2 separate regions of the Oncorhynchus mykiss genome follow, and region 2 is linked to region 1. The links are chromatin contacts, called in public Hi-C maps. All regions are on one chromosome and are shown on one strand. The core of a region is the stretch at or near the end of the contact, and the rest is flanking DNA. Distances in the headings are between cores, read along the strand shown. Region 1 holds the start of LOC110506419 (paraplegin). Region 2 overlaps LOC110506421 (ankyrin repeat domain-containing protein 11).

Region 1 (4,761 bases), core at 1,430-3,929:
CCTGTCCGATGCTTGTTTTTCCCATTTGAGGCCCTCTGGTTTAGCAATCTGCCGTCCGTAGACATCCAAGAAATACTGCAAACATCTCAGTTGAAAATCAGACTACTTGAAGCTAACGTTAGCAAGCTAGGCTAGTTAGCTAGCTAATATTTCTAGGCTAGTGCTAACTAGCTTGCTAATTCCTGAACACCAACAATCGACACATACAGCTTAAAATCTTCTCGAAAACGTCCTTGTACAATTTTTATTTTGTGACCATGGTCTGAAATGAAGATTTGTATGCCCAATAATCAAAACTGGAGCCTTGAGAGGTCAACTTAAAGTAGCTAAAAACGATATTTTGTTTCGGCTTAATCTTCTTTAAACTACCCCTTGCAAACTGTTTCCAGACGGGATTTGGCTTCGATATGGGGCTGAAGGAAAGAGAAAGATGCCAAATGAAACACTGATTGTGATTGGCTCTTGAATGTGGGCGGGTACTATTTGTGCACCGATGAAACTGGCGCCATTATGGATCAAATCAATGTACCAAATCTACATTGACACAATCATCTGAAGGCGCGAACATGGTTGACCGAGTACTTCAGTTTCCATGTTTGGGGACCCATCTCCATTATACAGTTGGGAGAAAAGCAAAGGAAATGGAGTACGAAGGCTGGGTGCACTTGATTGATCTCGCCCAGCGTGATGGAGAAAGACATCTCTTATCGTGTTATTATTCACGTGAACAAACATATTATTGCATACTTAAATCTGATCGTACTCATGATGTCAGTTGAACCATAGCACCTTTACAGATAACTAGCAGCCTAGTATGACCCACATGTCAATAAAGGTAAAATACATTTTTAAAAATGTCCAGATCACAGGTAGGACAGGTCTGAATATCCTATTTCACTTCCAAAACACTTTTTCTCAGTGCAATCATCAATACATGATTTCAATGTCTCAATGTCATAACATTGTTGTTGTTGATGATCTCTGCACATTTTGAAAGTCAGACAGGTTTGGGTTGTTTGGTAATACATATCGATTGCACCGATTGAATAGCGGCCTCTGCTGGGCGGCAACATGACATGCACGGAGATGTAAGAAGAGCTATCATTGGTTAAGATAAAAAATAAATATCTTAAATCTGTTTTCTCATTGGCTTATTGTAATGTTCGTCACGGTGATGGGGTGAGCCTTTATTTTGACTCTTTCAGAGAATAATTTGTTTTTAGGTCCTCTACAATATTAAATGGACATACACGTTGTACTGCATGCTTTTAGGAGTTATTTTTGTTTTGTTTTTGTGACATGCTTTGTAAACAACAGGTGTGGACTAAAAGTGAAAGGCTTACTTACGTGTATGTAAAAGTGAAAGGAAGGGCCCTTCCCAACAATGCAAAGAGAAAGAAAATAGAAAAAGAATAGTAAATAGTAATGTAAAACACATATCTATCTCAATTAACTCGTAACCCTGCACATCTATTATTATTAATTGTATTATTATGTACGTATAAGTAGAAATAAAGTGACAGATAATAAACAATAGCAGCAGTGTATGTGATGAGTCAAAAAAACTTTTGTGCGAAAAGGGTAAATGTAGATTGTCTGGGTAGTTAATTGGTTAACTATTGAACTAATTGGTACCGCTATTTGGTTACCATTTTAACTAATTGTTACCGCTTGCCGTGTGGTAGCTGAGAGAACAGTCTATGACTTGGGTGGCTGGAGTCATTGAAAATTTTTAGGGCCTTCCTCTGACACTGTATAGTATAGAGGTCCTGGGTGACAGGGAGCTCGACTCCAGTGATGTACTGGGCCTCACGCACTACCCTCTGTAACACCTTGAGGCCGGATGCCAAGCAGTTGCCATACCATGCAGTGATGCAGCCAGTCAAGATGCTCTCAATGGTGCAGCTGTTGAACTTTTTGAGGATCTGAGGGCCCATGCAGAGTCTTTTCAGGTTTTGTTGTGTGACCTCTTCATGACTGTGTTGGCCGTGTTCAGACCATGAAAGATCCTTAGTGCTGTAGACACAGAGGAAGCTCTCAAACCGCTCCACTTCAGCCTTGTATTAGGCTACCACCGAGTATATAATTTTTGGTATTACCTTAGTCTACCAGTCTATCAGATTTTATCTGGTATTTCTTAGGCAGGGCAGCTTTTACAATCACAATGTCATGCACAAACCTTTATGAACAACAAAACTTTCCAAGCTGTTTCACCATGATTTTACTGCTAAAAGTACAAGTATAAACACAATGAATCCTCTGGTGGCTACTTTTGTAACTACAGCAGAGAAGTCCTTAGACTTTATTTAACACACGAGAGGCAGATAAGTCAAATACAATGATTTATCAGCGCACAATCTCGATAATAAGTTTATTTTTGTATTTCCGGACAGTTGGCATCTATTCTATGTGCCATTTTTATTTCAATGAACGTGTTTGCTGGAAGTGAAAATCCTGCGCAGGTAGAATGCTCATGATGCAACGTCGTGACGTAATCAGACTAGGGTTCACTAATAACTTTTCTATATATATATTTAATGACAATAAATTATATATTTTCCGCAAATTGAAAGTTATGCCTATCTCGGCGTGAATATATAATAAAACCAGATATGTAAATGCTTTTTGGTCAGACGAACTGTTGCGCTTGGGGTTAAAGTGCGGGGTTCAGCAAATACTTTTTAATTGCGTCAGGATATGTATGTGCTTATTTATTCTCGTGGTCAGCTGAACAAGGAATTTGACCCATTTAATTCACGGACCTTGCTGTAAAGATACAAATTCGTTACCAAAACAGAATGATGGGTAAATCTACATTTCAGAGCATATCAAAGGATTTGTGAACGAAATCTTGTCGAATAAGATACAGAGACAGTTGTACATATACTGAGGACGGATCAGTGTGAGGAGTGATATGTCTTTAATGTAGCAAACCATCTTTATTATACTTGCCATGTTGAATAACAACAGTTAGCTAACTATTTAATTACATGTTTTTTTATAATAAAATGCCGCGCTGACCACTACTGCAATCTCAAGATCGAAAGCCCATTGTCATTACTGACGTTTGCTAGCCAGGTCGTGAATGCACTGTTAATGGCGACCATGTCAGTTTTATTAGCTAGCCAGCTGTACTGTGGTTGTATCTAACCTGTGCGAACGTTAGGTAGCCTAGCTTTCAGTGTAATGGCAGCTCTGCGACGTGCCAGTTCTTGTAGAAATTACAAGACCATAATATGGACCGTGTCGCGACGCACCAATTGTCAATTTGTCAACAACCGTCAAAACAACGATGGCGCCAAACTGCAGCAATCGACATGTATGAACTGTAAAAGATTATCAGGCTCAATTCGTCCATTTGTGACTCAACCACATAATGGCCTCAACCCTGGACTCATTCAGGTTAGTTGCCTGTCTTTGTTTCCACCATGACAATAGCTGACTGTCATTCATATCACAATGGTCATGCCACTCCTGTAGCTACTGTAACCATGAGCAACAGGAAAAGGTCCTAGTTTAATATTATGTTACCACTTCTTTCTCCAGCAACTGCTACACAGACCCATGAGTCCCAGATTGACAGCAATGCGTAAACTTCTGATCAAGAACAACTTGTTCAAAAACCCTGTTGGCCTGTGGAATGTTTTAGGTAAGCAGCCACCCCACCCACTAATTTCGAAGATGGTCTAATAATTCCCAGTCTGATGGCACTGGCTCGTAATCTATCATTCCAGATTCCACAAATAATTTCAGTACATCTCAGTCTAACCAACAAGATAAAAAGAAGAGTGATGGACCTAAGGGAAAAAATCCAGAGGAAGATGAAGGTCAGTAAGAAACCTCAAGGTCAGTAAGAAACACAGGAGATGTTAGCTGCCCATCTTAATTCCCCATTGTCTTTCAGAGGAGAAGAAGCGGCGGGAGCAAGAGGATCAGATGTATAAGGAACGTCTGCGCACTCTCTTCATCATCGCCCTCATCATGAGCCTCCTCAACTCCATCAATACCAGCGGGGGAAACATCTCCTGGAATGACTTTGTCAATGAGATGCTGGCCAAGGGTGAGGTGTCTCGTGTGCAGGTGGTCCCTGAGAGCGACATCGTGGAAATCTACCTCCACCCAGGAGCAGTCATCTTCGGAAGGCCTGTACGTTCCATTTCCTCATTCTAGAATCTGGACACTGATGTACAGTATACTACAAAGCAGAATCAAGGGGTTAGCCCGTTAACTTGCCTAAGTATTCAGATTAACTTTTTTTTTTTGAAAGATGAGCTTGAAATGGGCATGGTCTAATTTATTAAACAAATGAAAACGCATATCTAAATTTAGCTTTTTAATGAACCAGAAAATCAATAGTTATTTCTGGTTGCTTATCAATGTTAGCTGGCTAACTCATTGATCCTACTTTGTAGTATACCCCTCAGTTTTTAGTGTGTTGATACATTCCATCACCACTTTAATGTTGTGATGACCATGTCACCTATTTTATAAGCACAGGTATCTAGATGATGTTCGGTGAAATATGCCCCCCTTCACACGCTTCCTCCCTCCGTCTGTGTGCAGAGGCTGGCTCTGATGTACCGTATGCAGGTGGCCAACATTGACAAATTTGAGGAGAAGCTTAGAGCTGCAGAAGAGGAGCTGAACATTGACGCCAAGGACAGGATACCAGTCTCCTACAAGCGCACTGGCTTCTTTGGAAAGTGAGTTCCCTGACTCTCAACCAACACTTGCATCTGTGATGTGATCATGCAAAACTGA
Region 2 (4,312 bases), core at 1,501-4,000, 120 kb before region 1:
TCGAACAAAAGGACAGTTTGTGATGTTTATGGGACATATTGGAGTGCCGACAAAAGAAGTTTGTCAAAGGCATGAATTATATTTTTATTTCTGCGTTTTGTGTCACGCCTGCAGGGTTGAAATAGGCTTCTCTGTTTATAATGGTGCTATCCTCAGATAATAGCATCGTTTGCTTTCGCCGAAAAGCCTTTTTGAAATCTGACATTTTGGCTGGATTCACAACAAGTGTAGCTTTAATTTGCTATCTTGCATGTGTGATTTCATGAATGTTTGACTTTTATAGTCATTTATTTTAATTGTGCGCTCTGCATTTTCACTGGCTTTTGGCCAGGTGGAACGCTACCGTCCCACATATCCCAGAGAGGTTAACCCACTGTTCCTAGGCCGTCATTGTAAATAACAATTTGTTCTAAAATTCTTTGGGACTGGGGGGCAGTATTGAGTAGCTTGGATAAAAATGTGCCCAGAGTAAACTATCTGCTACTCAGGCCCAAAAGCTAGAATATGCATATAATTATATTTGGATAGAAAACACTCTGAAGTTTCTAAAAACTGTTTGAATGATGTCTGTGAGTATAACAGAACTCATATGGCAGGAGAAAACCTGAGAAAAAATCCAACCAGGAAGTGGGAAATCTGAGGTTTGTCGTTTTTCAAGTCATTGCCTATCGAATATACAGTGTCTATGGGGTCTTATTGCACTTCCTAAGGCTTCCACTAGATGTCAACAGTCTTTAGGACCTTGTTTGAGGCTTCTACTGTGAAGGGGGAGAGAAAGAGAGCTGTTTGAGACAGAGGTCTGGCAGAGTGGCATGAGCTGATCACGCGTGTGCCTGTGAGAGGTAGCTGCGTTCCATTGCATTTCTAAAGACAAAGGAATTATCCGGTTGGAACATTATTGAAGATTTATGCTAAAAACATCCTAAAGATTGATTCTATGCATCGTTTGACATGTTTCAACGAACTGTAATAGAACTTTTTTGACATTTCGTCTGAACAAATGATTATATGCATTTGGAATACTGGGCTAAATGCGCAAACAAAAAGGAGACTTTATCGAACAAAACAAACATTTATTGTGGAACTGGTATTCCTGGGAGTTCGTTCCTGTCAAGATCATCAAAGGTAAGTGAATATTTATAACGCTATTTCTGACACCTCTCCTTCTTTGGAAAATGGCTGGATGTTTTTCTGTGACTAACGCTGACCTAACATAATCGCAAGGTGTGCTTTCGCCGTAAAGCCATTTTGAAATCTAACACAGCGGTTGCATTGAGGAGAAGTTTATCTATATTTCCATGTATAACACCTGTATCTTTTATCAATGTTTATTATGAGTATTTCTGTAATTTGATGTGGCTCTCTGTACTTTCCCCGGATGTTTGTTTGAGACAATGCATTTCTGATCATAACACACCAATTTAAAATGAGGTTTTTGGACAAAGATTAACTTTATCGAACAAAACACACATATATTGTGTAACATGAAGTCCTGTGAGTGCCATCTGATGAAGATCAAAGGTTAGTGATTAATTTAATCGCTATTTCTGATGTTTGTGAGCCCTTTCCTTGGCTGGAAAATGGCTGTATGGTTTTCTGTGACTAGGTGCTGACCTAACATAATCGTTTGGTGTGCTTTCGCCGTAAAGCCTCTTTGAAATCAGACACTGTGGCTGGATTTACAAGAAGTTTATCTTTAAAATGGCATAAAATACTTGTCTGTTTGAGGAATTTTAAAATGGGTATTTCTGTTGTTTTGAATTTGGCGCCCTGCAATTTCACTGGCTGTTGGCGAGGTGGGACGCTATTGTCCCACATATCCCAGAGAAGTTAACTGACTTGCCTAGTTAAATGAAGGTTAAAAAAAAAAACTCTACAAAAAAACTAAATGTAATTTCATTTAATTCTTCCAGCATGCACTGCCAGGCTGAGGAAGTGATGTAACATCCCCTCCCCCTCCAGTCTTACCTGAGTCAGAATCTTTCTGGTCTCCATTGGCTCCAACAGTGAAGGGAAGCTTCCTCTTGGATGCCTTCTCTTTCATCTCTTTGACGCCATCGCTGCGGTCCAATTTAGGAGTCTTGTTTGACAATACTTTATCCTGGCAAATAAAAAAAGAAAACATGAACACCATATTGTACAGCTATAACAGTAAAGACACACAGATGATCATTTATGGGGTACACTACTAGCTACTAAAACTGTAGATTAAAATGAAAGGGCTGATGTGGAAGGATATTTATAGAACTTCCTCTAGACGAGTGCCAAGCTTTGGCCTAACGTTGGAGACTTCCCTTAGCATTTGGGAAAAGACAGAGCCTGAACAGACAGAGACAGAGGGACACAGGCCATCCAGGCCAGGACACATTGACTGAGGGACACAAAGAGACAGGCAGGCGGCAGCTGTGTTTCCCAAAGCTTTACACTGCAGCGTCTAGAGACTTCCAGCGATTAGGGGATTTGCAGAGCGTGACTTTTCCATGGAATTTCCTCTCGGTGTTCCGGCAGCAGAGAGCAGAGGCAGACAGTCCCAAATGGAAAGAGAGAGATGGAAGGAGCGGTAACACCCCCGGGGTCTGTGGTCCACGGCAACTGGAACCCATCAGAAGCTCCCGTCCCCCCGCCAGCAAGCGGCCTGCTCCGGCACCAACGGCTCCCTCCGGCTGACGTTCTGTCTATACAGCACAGTACAGCGCTGCCTCTCCCTCGGCCTGCCTGGCCCAAAAGACTGCTGTTAAAGGGGCATGCAGCAGCTCTGATCGGGGCCTGTCTGCTCGGCTCTCACACGAAACACCCTCCTCACATTTAGCTCTAAGGAGCAGGGAGATCTAACACTTCATAAGAAAAAGGAGCAAGGATTTTAGTGTAGTGTTCCAAAGACAGGAAAATATCTCTCTTCTATACAATATACTGCTTATATATTCAAATACCAGGCTATTAACTGCAACCTGATGGTTTTAGTTTGTAGTAGAACTCTGCGAACCCAGATTTGAATGATTGCTATAATTAAATACATCGCAAACGATTATAAAACAAATAAATAAAACCTTATGTAATGCCTCTTTTTCTAAACGCTAGATTTAGAGGGCCAGAGCAGCTGGGTTGTCGGCCGGGTGCCGTCTGTGGTAAGGAAGGCTAATTAAAGAGCTCTGTGTAGGTGGCTGTTTACCACAGAGCGGAGACGCAGAATCCGATCAGATAAGAGGTGGAATGTAGCAGCAGAACGCTCTCTCTTTCTCAGGCTAGTTCCCACTGCTGTACAGTGGCTCGCTCTGCAGCCCGCCCTGGCAAGTCCCAGCCCCCAGCACTCCTACAGTCATGAGACTATGATGTCACCCTTACAGTACAGTGTAGACACACAGCAAGCTCTTCCTGCTGCTTAGAGCTAGGCTTAGCAGTAACTCTGTACACCAGCGAGAGGGAGGGAGGGAACGAGACACATTATTTGTCGGTCTACATGTAGGAGGAATTTCCAAACAGAAAGACAGTACACAGTATACAGACAGCTGACACAGGCACACACAAAACAACATGTCAAGACAGACAGAGGCGTTAGCGCTAGGCAGAGCAAGTCTTGCTGCAACACGCGGAGAAAAGAGAGCCGAATTAAAAAGACAGCTGTGAGCCACTGCTTCAAGGCTGCCTTCATGAGAGACCATGTTTACTGGTCTCCTAGCAATGCTCTCGCTCCTCCTCTCCCTCCCAGAGTCTGATGCAATTCGGTGTGGAAGGCTGTACATAGCAGACGCGCGTAAAGCTGCACCTCTGGGTTGCTGCTGCCCCATTGATTACCATGACATCATCATTCTGCGTCTAAGCCCACTGTGGCTGTCCATGCTGGCAACACGTCCACAAAAACACAAGCTGGCTTTAGCTGCCATTTAAAGGGACAGCTCTCCACACTACCTAGGGGAAAACCCCACTGAAATGTCTCCCTAATCCCTAGTATCACAACCATGTTGAGAAACAATAACACAGGAAATGACACCTGTTATTACGTTACCATTACAACTCTGCTCACATCTAATTAACAGCTCCGTTCATTAGAATCCACTTCTGGGAAATGATGTTCAGTGGTCTAACATAGAACCTAGGGAGAAAATCTCTAGGAACTAATCTCTCATGTTTTGTCTGAGTGTCTCAGTGTCAGGCTGACTACAGCAGAATGCCGTGGCCTGCCTGCCCAGGAACGTAATGCTGTTTTTGATGCATGAGGATCTACATTTGCCACACAGTGCCAGCAGCCTCCACTTCATTGGTCAGAAATAAAGAAGATTACTTCATAGATAAAACCTGGACTACCTACTCAGAT

Evidence for each region. A called contact is a pair of places that touch in the nucleus more often than the background predicts.
Region 2: a Hi-C map of liver shows a contact between it and region 1, with 4 times the contacts expected there. The contact joins the enhancer-like site here to the promoter of LOC110506419 in region 1. A contact is called at or near these places in 3 of 3 Hi-C or Micro-C datasets (blood and liver).

What each region holds. Positions count from the first base shown.
Region 1 is chr26:22,859,311-22,864,071 of USDA_OmykA_1.1, reverse strand. LOC110506419 (paraplegin) reads left to right here and starts at 2,679. Exons shown (of 17, transcript XM_021586012.2): 1 at 2,679-3,402; 2 at 3,547-3,649; 3 at 3,735-3,827; 4 at 3,905-4,146; 5 at 4,564-4,703. The coding sequence starts at 3,187. It overlaps LOC110506421 (ankyrin repeat domain-containing protein 11), which reads right to left and starts at 401. Exons shown (of 14, transcript XM_036964476.1): 1 at 1-401.
Region 2 is chr26:22,981,204-22,985,515 of USDA_OmykA_1.1, reverse strand. It overlaps LOC110506421 (ankyrin repeat domain-containing protein 11), which reads right to left. Exons shown (of 14, transcript XM_036964476.1): 5 at 1,969-2,101. Among protein-coding and RNA genes, the nearest start is that of slc22a31, 30 kb to the left of the region's middle. Within about 2 kb of position 2,750, at least 7 of the 11 cell types and tissues checked have an H3K27ac peak or open chromatin away from gene starts, as enhancers often do. A contact at or near this core is called in liver, where this site is marked.